2 separate regions of the Callithrix jacchus genome follow, and region 2 is linked to region 1. A link is a contact called in public Hi-C data. All regions are on one chromosome and are shown on one strand. Each heading gives the region's core, a stretch centred on a gene start, on an enhancer-like site or on the middle of the called end of the contact. The rest is flanking DNA. Distances are from core to core; before and after follow the strand shown.

The links. A called contact is a pair of places that touch in the nucleus more often than the background predicts.
Region 2: a Hi-C map of skeletal muscle shows a contact between it and region 1, with 5 times the contacts expected there. The contact joins the promoter of KANK2 here to the enhancer-like site in region 1. A contact is called at or near these places in 3 of 3 Hi-C or Micro-C datasets (induced pluripotent stem cells and skeletal muscle).

The regions. Positions count from the first base shown.
Region 1 is chr22:10,293,370-10,297,295 of calJac240_pri, reverse strand. No RefSeq gene overlaps it. Among named protein-coding and RNA genes, the nearest start is that of SPC24, 19 kb to the left of the region's middle. Within about 2 kb of position 2,020, at least 6 of the 16 cell types and tissues checked have an H3K27ac peak or open chromatin away from gene starts, as enhancers often do. A contact at or near this core is called in skeletal muscle, where this site is marked.
Region 2 is chr22:10,355,985-10,359,910 of calJac240_pri, reverse strand. KANK2 (KN motif and ankyrin repeat domains 2) reads left to right here and starts at 1,970. Exons shown (of 13, transcript XM_017967812.4): 1 at 1,970-2,119; 2 at 3,863-3,926. It overlaps DOCK6 (dedicator of cytokinesis 6), which reads left to right. Exons shown (of 48, transcript XM_078360599.1): 48 at 541-783. The coding sequence ends at 580.

The DNA of each region.
Region 1 (3,926 bases), core at 771-3,270:
GTCAGCCTGTCCTTGTTGGGTTCCGCCTGTGGGAGGCGCTGGTGGGAGATGGAGCCTGGGGCAGAGGACAGGCTGGGGTCTTCCTTCCCAGGGACCGAACTGCAGCAGTTCTTGCACTCCCACCAGCTCCCAGGCTCCAGAAACACTGTATCTTCCTCTCCCGGTTTCGTGGTGGTAGCACTTTCTGCTGTTGTTTATTTCTGGGTTATCTCACTGTCCCCCCATTTAATCTTGAACACTTTTTATGATTTTATGGTCCACTACACATCATATCAAATTGACCATGTTAACCATTATTATTATTATTATTATTATTATTATTATTATTTTCTGAGACAGAGTCTTGCTTTGTCCCCAGGCTGGAGTGCAGTGGTGCGATCTTGGCTCACGGCAACCTCCACTTCCCGGGTTCAAGCGATTCCCCTGCCTCAGCCTCCCAGGTAGGTGGAACTACAGGTGCGCACCACCATGCCCTGCTACTTTTTTATATTTTAGTAGAGACGAGGTTCCGCCATGTTGGCCAGGATACTCTTGATCTCCTGACCTCGTGATCTGCCCACCTTGGCCTCCTAAAGTGCAGGTATTACAGGCGTGAGCCACTGCGCCCAGCTAATCTTTTTTTTTTTTTTTTTTTGAGACGGAGTTTCGCTCTTGTTACCCAGGCTGGAGTGCAATGGCGAAATCTCGGCTCACCGCAACCTCCGCCTCCTGGGTTCAGGCAATTCTCCTGCCTCAGCCTCCTGAGCAGCTGGGATTACAGGCACGCGCCACCATGCCCAGCTAATTTTTTTAAATTTTAGTAGAGACAGGGTTTCACTATGTTGACCAGGATGGGATGTGATCTCGATCTCTTGACCTCGTGATCCACCCGCCTCAGCCTCCCAAAGTGTCGGGATTACAGGCGTGAGCCACACCGCTCCCAGCACACCCAGCTAATCTTGAACATTTTTAATGATTTTAATTGTGGTCCATTACACGCCATATAAAATTGACCATGTTGGCCTGGCATGGTGGCTCAAGAGAGAGAATTAGAGAAGAGGGGGTGATAACAGGTTTTGGGGGTAGGGGGCAAAGTTTCTCAAGGCTTTTTCGAGAGGGCTTGGGGGTGGCACGAAATGGTTAAGAATTTAGCCTGCTGGGAGATTTCAGGGAAAGGGGTAATGTTGCGGGGCTGGTTATTGCTTGTATACGATTTTGTAGGAATTGAGAGATTACTTGGAAAAACACAGTGCCCAGTGAGAGGAGAAAGGATCAGAGGACTAGTGACTGGAAGAAGCTGTGACTCCCAGGTCAGGTCCAGCCGGTCCAGCCATGTCCAGAACAACCATTCGCCTGACGAGTGAGCTTTGCGCTGTCTCTTAGTGTATTGATGGCATCATATACGAGGCCAGGCTGGTTTGCATAAAAAGAACGTTTTTCATTCGGGAACAGGCAAAGGCCTTTTCAGCAGTTAGTCAATGAAAACCTCTGCGGTTTTTGAGCACGAAGGGGTAACGATTGAGTTAACTGTGCAGTGCTGGCCGAGAAGTCATCAGAGGGGCCACGGAAGGCGCCCACTGAAGTGGTCAGGCCATGCCGAGTGCAGTAGAATTCCCATCCCTACAAGTAAGGGGGTTAATGGAAGGACCCGCTCGCGTCATGCTGCGACCACTAGGGGAACAGGGAGGCTTTCGTCCCCATTGGTGAACCGAATTTGGGGAGTAAGGAGAACTGGGGTACGGGTGCCTGTGCAGTTGTAGGAAGGCAGAGGTAAGAGCCACAGAGGAAACAGTGCCGGGCTTAGAACTGGAAGTGCACGGTGAGAAGGTGTCCTGAGCGGCGGGGCTGTGAAGGGGCCTGGTAGGGGAACTGCGGAGGGAGAGCCTTTGTTTTCATGGTGTATGAGGAAGCGCGTGGTATTCATAAGGAACCACTCACTTTCATTAACAAGATTGGGTCTGAGCAGAGAACAGGAGCCAGATTCAGAGTGAAATCCCAGCTGTGACTGCCTGGAGGAAAAGTGTGAACCGGCAGCGTAAGCAAAAACAGGGCTGGGAAGTCCAGGAGTGCAGGGGATCTGAGCCAGAGACTTCTTGAGCTGTGGTTTAAGTAGCAGGCGCGACCATCAAGCTGAAGGTGAGGGGCTGAAAGTAAGCGTGTGAGGTGTGAGAGGAAAGGCTGTGAGAGCTCTAGAGGCTAAGTGGGCATACGTGAGAGCTAGAGGGTAGGCGGGGCATAGCCTGGGATTCTGAGGGATTCTAAGAGCATTCGGGCAGCAGCTGCTGCCGCGCGTAGCCATGAGGGCCAGCCCAGGACTGTGAGGTTAGGTTCTTTGGATAAAAAGGCTACAGGCCCGGCCTGGCTGCTGTGTAAGAATCGCGACAGCACAGCCTGTGATTTCTGCTCTGTGGACAGAGAAGGTTGACAGGAGTTGGGAGCGTTAGGATGAGGGCTGTTTCTAAGGCCTTCCTTAGCGACCGAAAGGAAGAATGGGGGAAAAGTTTTGGTTTATGGGGTTAGCTAAGTTTCCCGTCGTAGGTTCATAAAGCGGTTTGGTTTTGGGGACAAAAACCTGGCATCCAGAGGTGAAAGTATCTTATAACACCCAGGAAGGAGAGAAGCTGGGGTTTAGGAAATTAACTGGATATGGTTGGCAGGGAGAGTGCGTGTGCTGGGGAAACGTTATAACAAATGGGGAAGAAATTTGGGCTTTAAAAAAAGTGTTTTTGAGGTCAATAACAGAATAGTGAGTTGTGGAAGGGGTATGGAAGATAGGAGGGTGTTGGGGTTTGGTACAGCCAGGTGGGTGGGAAGTACCATCTGACTGTGAGGTGGGGGTTTGGTACAGCCAGGTGGGTGGGAAGTACACTGACTGTGAGGTGGGGGTTTGGTACAGCCAGGTGGGTGGGAAGTACACTGACTGTGAGGTGGGGGTTTGGTACAGCCAGGTGGGTGGGAAGTACACTGACTGTGAGGTGGGGGTTTTGTACAGCCAGGTGGGTGGGAAGTACACTGACTGTGAGGTGGGGGTTTGGTACAGCCAGGTGGATGGGAAGTACCATCTGACTGTGAGGTGGGGTTTGGTACAGCCAGGTGGGTGGGAAGTACCATCTGACTGTGAGGTGGGGGTTTGGTACAGCCAGGTGGGTGGGAAGTACACTGACTGTGAGGTGGGGGTTTGGTACAGCCAGGTGGATGGGAAGTTCACTGACTGTGAGGTGGGGGTTTGGTACAGCCAGGTGGGTGGGAAGTACACTGACTGTGAGGTGGGGGTTTGGTACAGCCAGGTGGGTGGGAAGTACACTGACTGTGAGGTGGGGGTTTGGTACAGCCAGGTGGGTGGGAAGTACACTGACTGTGAGGTGGGGGTTTGGTACAGCCAGGTGGGTGGGAAGTACCATCTGACTGTGAGGTGGGGGTTTGGTACAGCCAGGTGGGTGGGAAGTACACTGACTGTGAGGTGGGGGTTTGGTACAGCCAGGTGGGTGGGAAGTACCATCTGACTGTGAGGTGGGGGTTTGGTACAGCCAGGTGGGTGGGAAGTACACTGACTGTGAGGTGGGGGTTTGGTACAGCTAGGTGGATGGGAAGTACCATCTGACTGTGAGGTGGGGTTTGGTACAGCCAGGTGGGTGGGAAGTATGATCTGACTGTGAGGTGGGGGTTTGGTACAGCCAGGTGGGTGGGAAGTACACTGACTGTGAGGTGGGGGTTTGGTACAGCCAGGTGGGTGGGAAGTACCATCTGACTGTGAGGTGGGGGTTTGGTACAGCCAGGTGGGTGGGAAGTACCATCTGACTGTGAGGTGGGGTTTGGTACAGCCAGGTGGGTGGGAAGTACCATCTGACTGTGAGGTGGGGGTTTGGTACAGCCAGGTGGATGGGAAGTACACTGACTGTGAGGTGGGGGTTTGGTACAGCCAGGTGGGTGGGAAGTACACTGACTGT
Region 2 (3,926 bases), core at 721-3,220, 63 kb before region 1:
TTGAACTCCCAACCTCAGGTGATCCGCCCACCTTGGCCTCCAAAGTGCTTGGATTACAGGCATGAGCCACCACGCCCGGCCATTAGTTGTATTTTTAGTAAAGACAGGGTTTCAGCATGTTGGCCAGGCTGGTCTCGAACTCCTGACCTCAGGTGGTCCACCTGCCTTGGCCTTCCAAAGTGCTGGGATTACAGTATGAGCCACCACCACACCCAGCTTCGGTAGCTTCAGCTTTGCGTCAGCATCTGAGTGTGTCATCCAGGTGTACAAAGGCAGGGCAGGTTCTAAGCAGTCATTTCCCTGCTATATGAATTCATCTTTCTGAGCCTCGGTTTCTACATCTGTAAAATGGGGAGGATTCATACCTTCCATGGTGGACTGCAAGAGAGAATCTGAGAATCCCATAGCCAGATCAGGGGCAGGAGAGACGCCAGAAAGATCCTCCGAGGAGGACGAGGAGAACAAAGAAGATCTGGGCTGGGGCGGTCTATGGAGTTGGGGCCCCATGGCCACGCTGACACACCTTCATTCCTTTCCCAGGACCTCGAACAGAGCAAGTTTCCGAAAGGCAGACCTCTGAGCCCGCAGGGACCAAAGCTGCACCTAGAGGAACAGGCACCCAGGCCTCAGCTGTCTGCTGGGAGGAGTCCCCCCTGGTGCCCACTGGGCCATGGAGTGACCATATTGCACTTGGGGCTGCGCCCTCTGTCCCTGTGTCCCCATCTGTGTGTGCACTGATGCTTCCTCCTCCCTTTTTTAATTTAAAATGGTTTTTATAAGCAACCTGTGCAGTGTGGTGCGGTAACTAGGGGCTGGGTCACATGCTCGTCACGTGGTCACAGTCCACACTGCCCCATATCCACACATCCTGCATCATCAATGGAGACGCCAAGAACCTACTGGGTGCCAGGGACATCATAACAACAGACACAAATGTCACATGCTTAATGGCAATAATGCCTGGGTTTTTGGTTTTTGGGTTTTTTTAAGAGACAGGGTCTCCACTCAGTCCTCCAGGTTGGAATGCAGTGTCACAGTCATGGCTCACTGCAGCATCAAACTCTGGGGCTCCAGCCTCCTAAGTGGCAGGAATTATAGGCACGTGCCACTATGCCTGGCTTTTTTTTTTTTTTTTTTTTTTTTTTGAGATGGAGTCTCGATCTGTCACCAGGCTCGAGTGCAGTGGTGCAACCTCGGCTCAATGCAACAACCTCCGCCTCCTGGGTTCAAGAGATTCTCTTGCCTCAGCCTCCCTACAGGCTTGTGCCACCAAGCCTGACTATTTTCGTATTTTTAGTAGACGGGGTTTCACCACGTTGGCCAGGATTGTCTCGATATCCTGACCTCCTAATCTGCCTCCCTCAGCCTCCCAAAGTCCTGGGATTACAGGCATGAGCCACTGCACCCAGCCCACTTTTTTTTTTAAGAGACAGAGTCTTGCTCTGTTGCACAGGCTGGTCTCAAATTCCTGAGCTCAAGGAGTCCTCCTGCCTCAGTGTCCTTAAACACAGAGATTACAAGTGTGAGCCACCTCGTCAGCCTGACATTTATTAAACCCTTACTGAGTGGCTGGCTGTGTACAAAAGGGCTCCCAGAAAGATCTCTGCAAAAGTAGGCCACTCATTCAGGAGCCTTTTTAACCCGAGGGACCTGCTTCCTAATGGTGAGGCCCCTTCCTAATGGTTAGTGAATTTTCTCAACACTCCTATCAGGTAGCTAACATGATTATCTCCATTTTACAGATGGGTAAACTAAGGCACAGAGCAGCAAAAGTTTGGTGCGTCTGGAATGAGAGTCCAGGTCTGGCCGGCTCCAGCGCCCGGGCTCGTGCAGCCTCCCCTCTCGCGCGGCGGTCACGCCACCGTGTGCCAAGGCTGCGCTGGGCCGCTTCCAGTCCTGGGCCGCCCGGGGGAGGGGTGACCTCCCGCCGCCGCGCCCGCCCCGCGCGCCCTCCCCTAGCTGGGCCCCTGCCAGCCCCACCCGCTCCCGCCGCCCAGCCGTTCCGCCCCCCGCAGCGGCCCAGGGACAGCTGGCGGTGGGGGAACCCTACCTCAGGGACTTAGGGAGGAAGGAAGGACAAAGCCGGACACCCCGGCGCGCACACACACCTGCTGTCCAGGTGAGATCCAGTCTCTAACCAGCGCATTTTTCACCCCCATCCCCCACCGCGCCCGGGCGGCTGGAGGGGGCGGGGCCCGCTGGAGGGCGGGGCCAGTTGGAGGGGCGGGGAGGGGCGGAGCCACCCCTGAGGGCTGGGCGCCCGGGCGGCGGCGCGCGAGGACGCACGGGCGGCGGGACGCAGGGACGGCGGCGGCCGGAGCGCGCCAGGCGAGTGGCACCCGGGGCTGGGTAGGGGTTCAAGTCCGGTTTGGGGATCGAGTGTGCACCCCCTCCACCTGCTGTCCTACATCCCACCTCCGACCCTGAGACACGACCTCGCTGGTCTCAACGAGCCGCTGCCTCCAACTCCACCTTCTGTGTCCAAACTTTCCGGACTTGGAGTGTCTCTGTCCCCGCGTCCCTGCCCGCTCCCCATCTTTGACCCCTTACCCGCATCGATTCTTGCTGCCCTGCCCGTTTCCCCAGTCGTGGCTCCCCTCTCCCCGCTCTCCACTGACTGTCCCCCTTTCTGCCTCTGTCTCCTCCCCGCACTGTCCCCCCTCGCTCTCCTCCGCGGCCGTGCCCCAGGCGGCGGGAAGACCGCCGGGCGTCCGGCCGGCTGGGCCTGGGCTTGGCGGCTGGGCCGGCTTGGGGAGCGGCAGCTGTTTGCCATTAGCCGGGGATCCCACAGGCCCCACCCCCTCCCTGCACGGGGCGGGGTCCTTCTTACTCCCCCAAGTTTGGGGCGGGAAGAGAGCCGGGAAGACCCCTGCGATGTGCAGGCAGGTCTGGGGTGGTGGGTTGGGGAGATCTGCGTCCCTTCCCTGAGCTCCCTACATGTCTCCTCTGGTAGTCTCCAGTCTTTCCATCTCTGTCTTTTCCAATCTCCCGCTCCCCAGGGGTTCCATAGCGAGAGAAGGGTCTCAGTCACAGACATCCATCTTCCCCATCACACCCCCTTATCTCCTTTCTCTTCTTATCTGCGACTCGCTGGTCCTCATCGAGGGCGGTCAGATGACTGAGGACCCCCAGACCTCAGTCTTCATATCTGGGAAATGGGTAGTGATATCTGGTGTGGGGTCTGGGGGTGGTGACTTGGTGGGCAGTGGGGGGATCCACCACGCTTAGGTTCACCTTCAGGCCCAGCCACTTCCCCATGGCCCCAGTGACCCGAGGCAAGTCACTGTACCTTTCTGTGCCCTCTGCATCGCCTTGTCTGTGAAACGGGAGGATAACTGCCCATCTCATGGAATTGCCATGACAAAAGAGTTGATGTAAGGCCGGGCATGGTGGCTCATGCCTGTAATCCCAGCACTTTGGGAGGCCAGGGCATGTGGATCATGACGAGATCGAGACTATCCTGGCCAACATGGTGAAACCCCGCCTCTACTAAAAATACAAAAATTAACTGGGTGTAGTGGGGTGTGCCTGTAGTCCCAGTTATTTGGGAAGCTGAGGTAGGAGAATCCAGGAGGCGGAGGTTGCAGTGAGCTGAGATCCCGCCACTGCATTCCAGCCTGGGACAGAGGGAGACTCCACCTCAAAAAAAAAAAAAAGAGTTGATGTTATTATTACTGTTACTAATACCATTTGCCCAGGAGCACCCTCACTTCCCCCCAGCTATTCTAATCCGCTCTCTCCCTGCTTCTCCATCTCTCTCTGGTTGCCAGAAAATATTTTCGATCAACTTCCTGTTGCTCTGGGGCGAGCCTCCAGGCAAATGGAAAAACGAATTTCCTGCAATTGGTGACCTGTGTTCCAGGTGTTGAAAGACAGAGGAGAGGAAAGACAGGGAGAGAGACAGAGACAGAGAGAGAGAGAGAGAG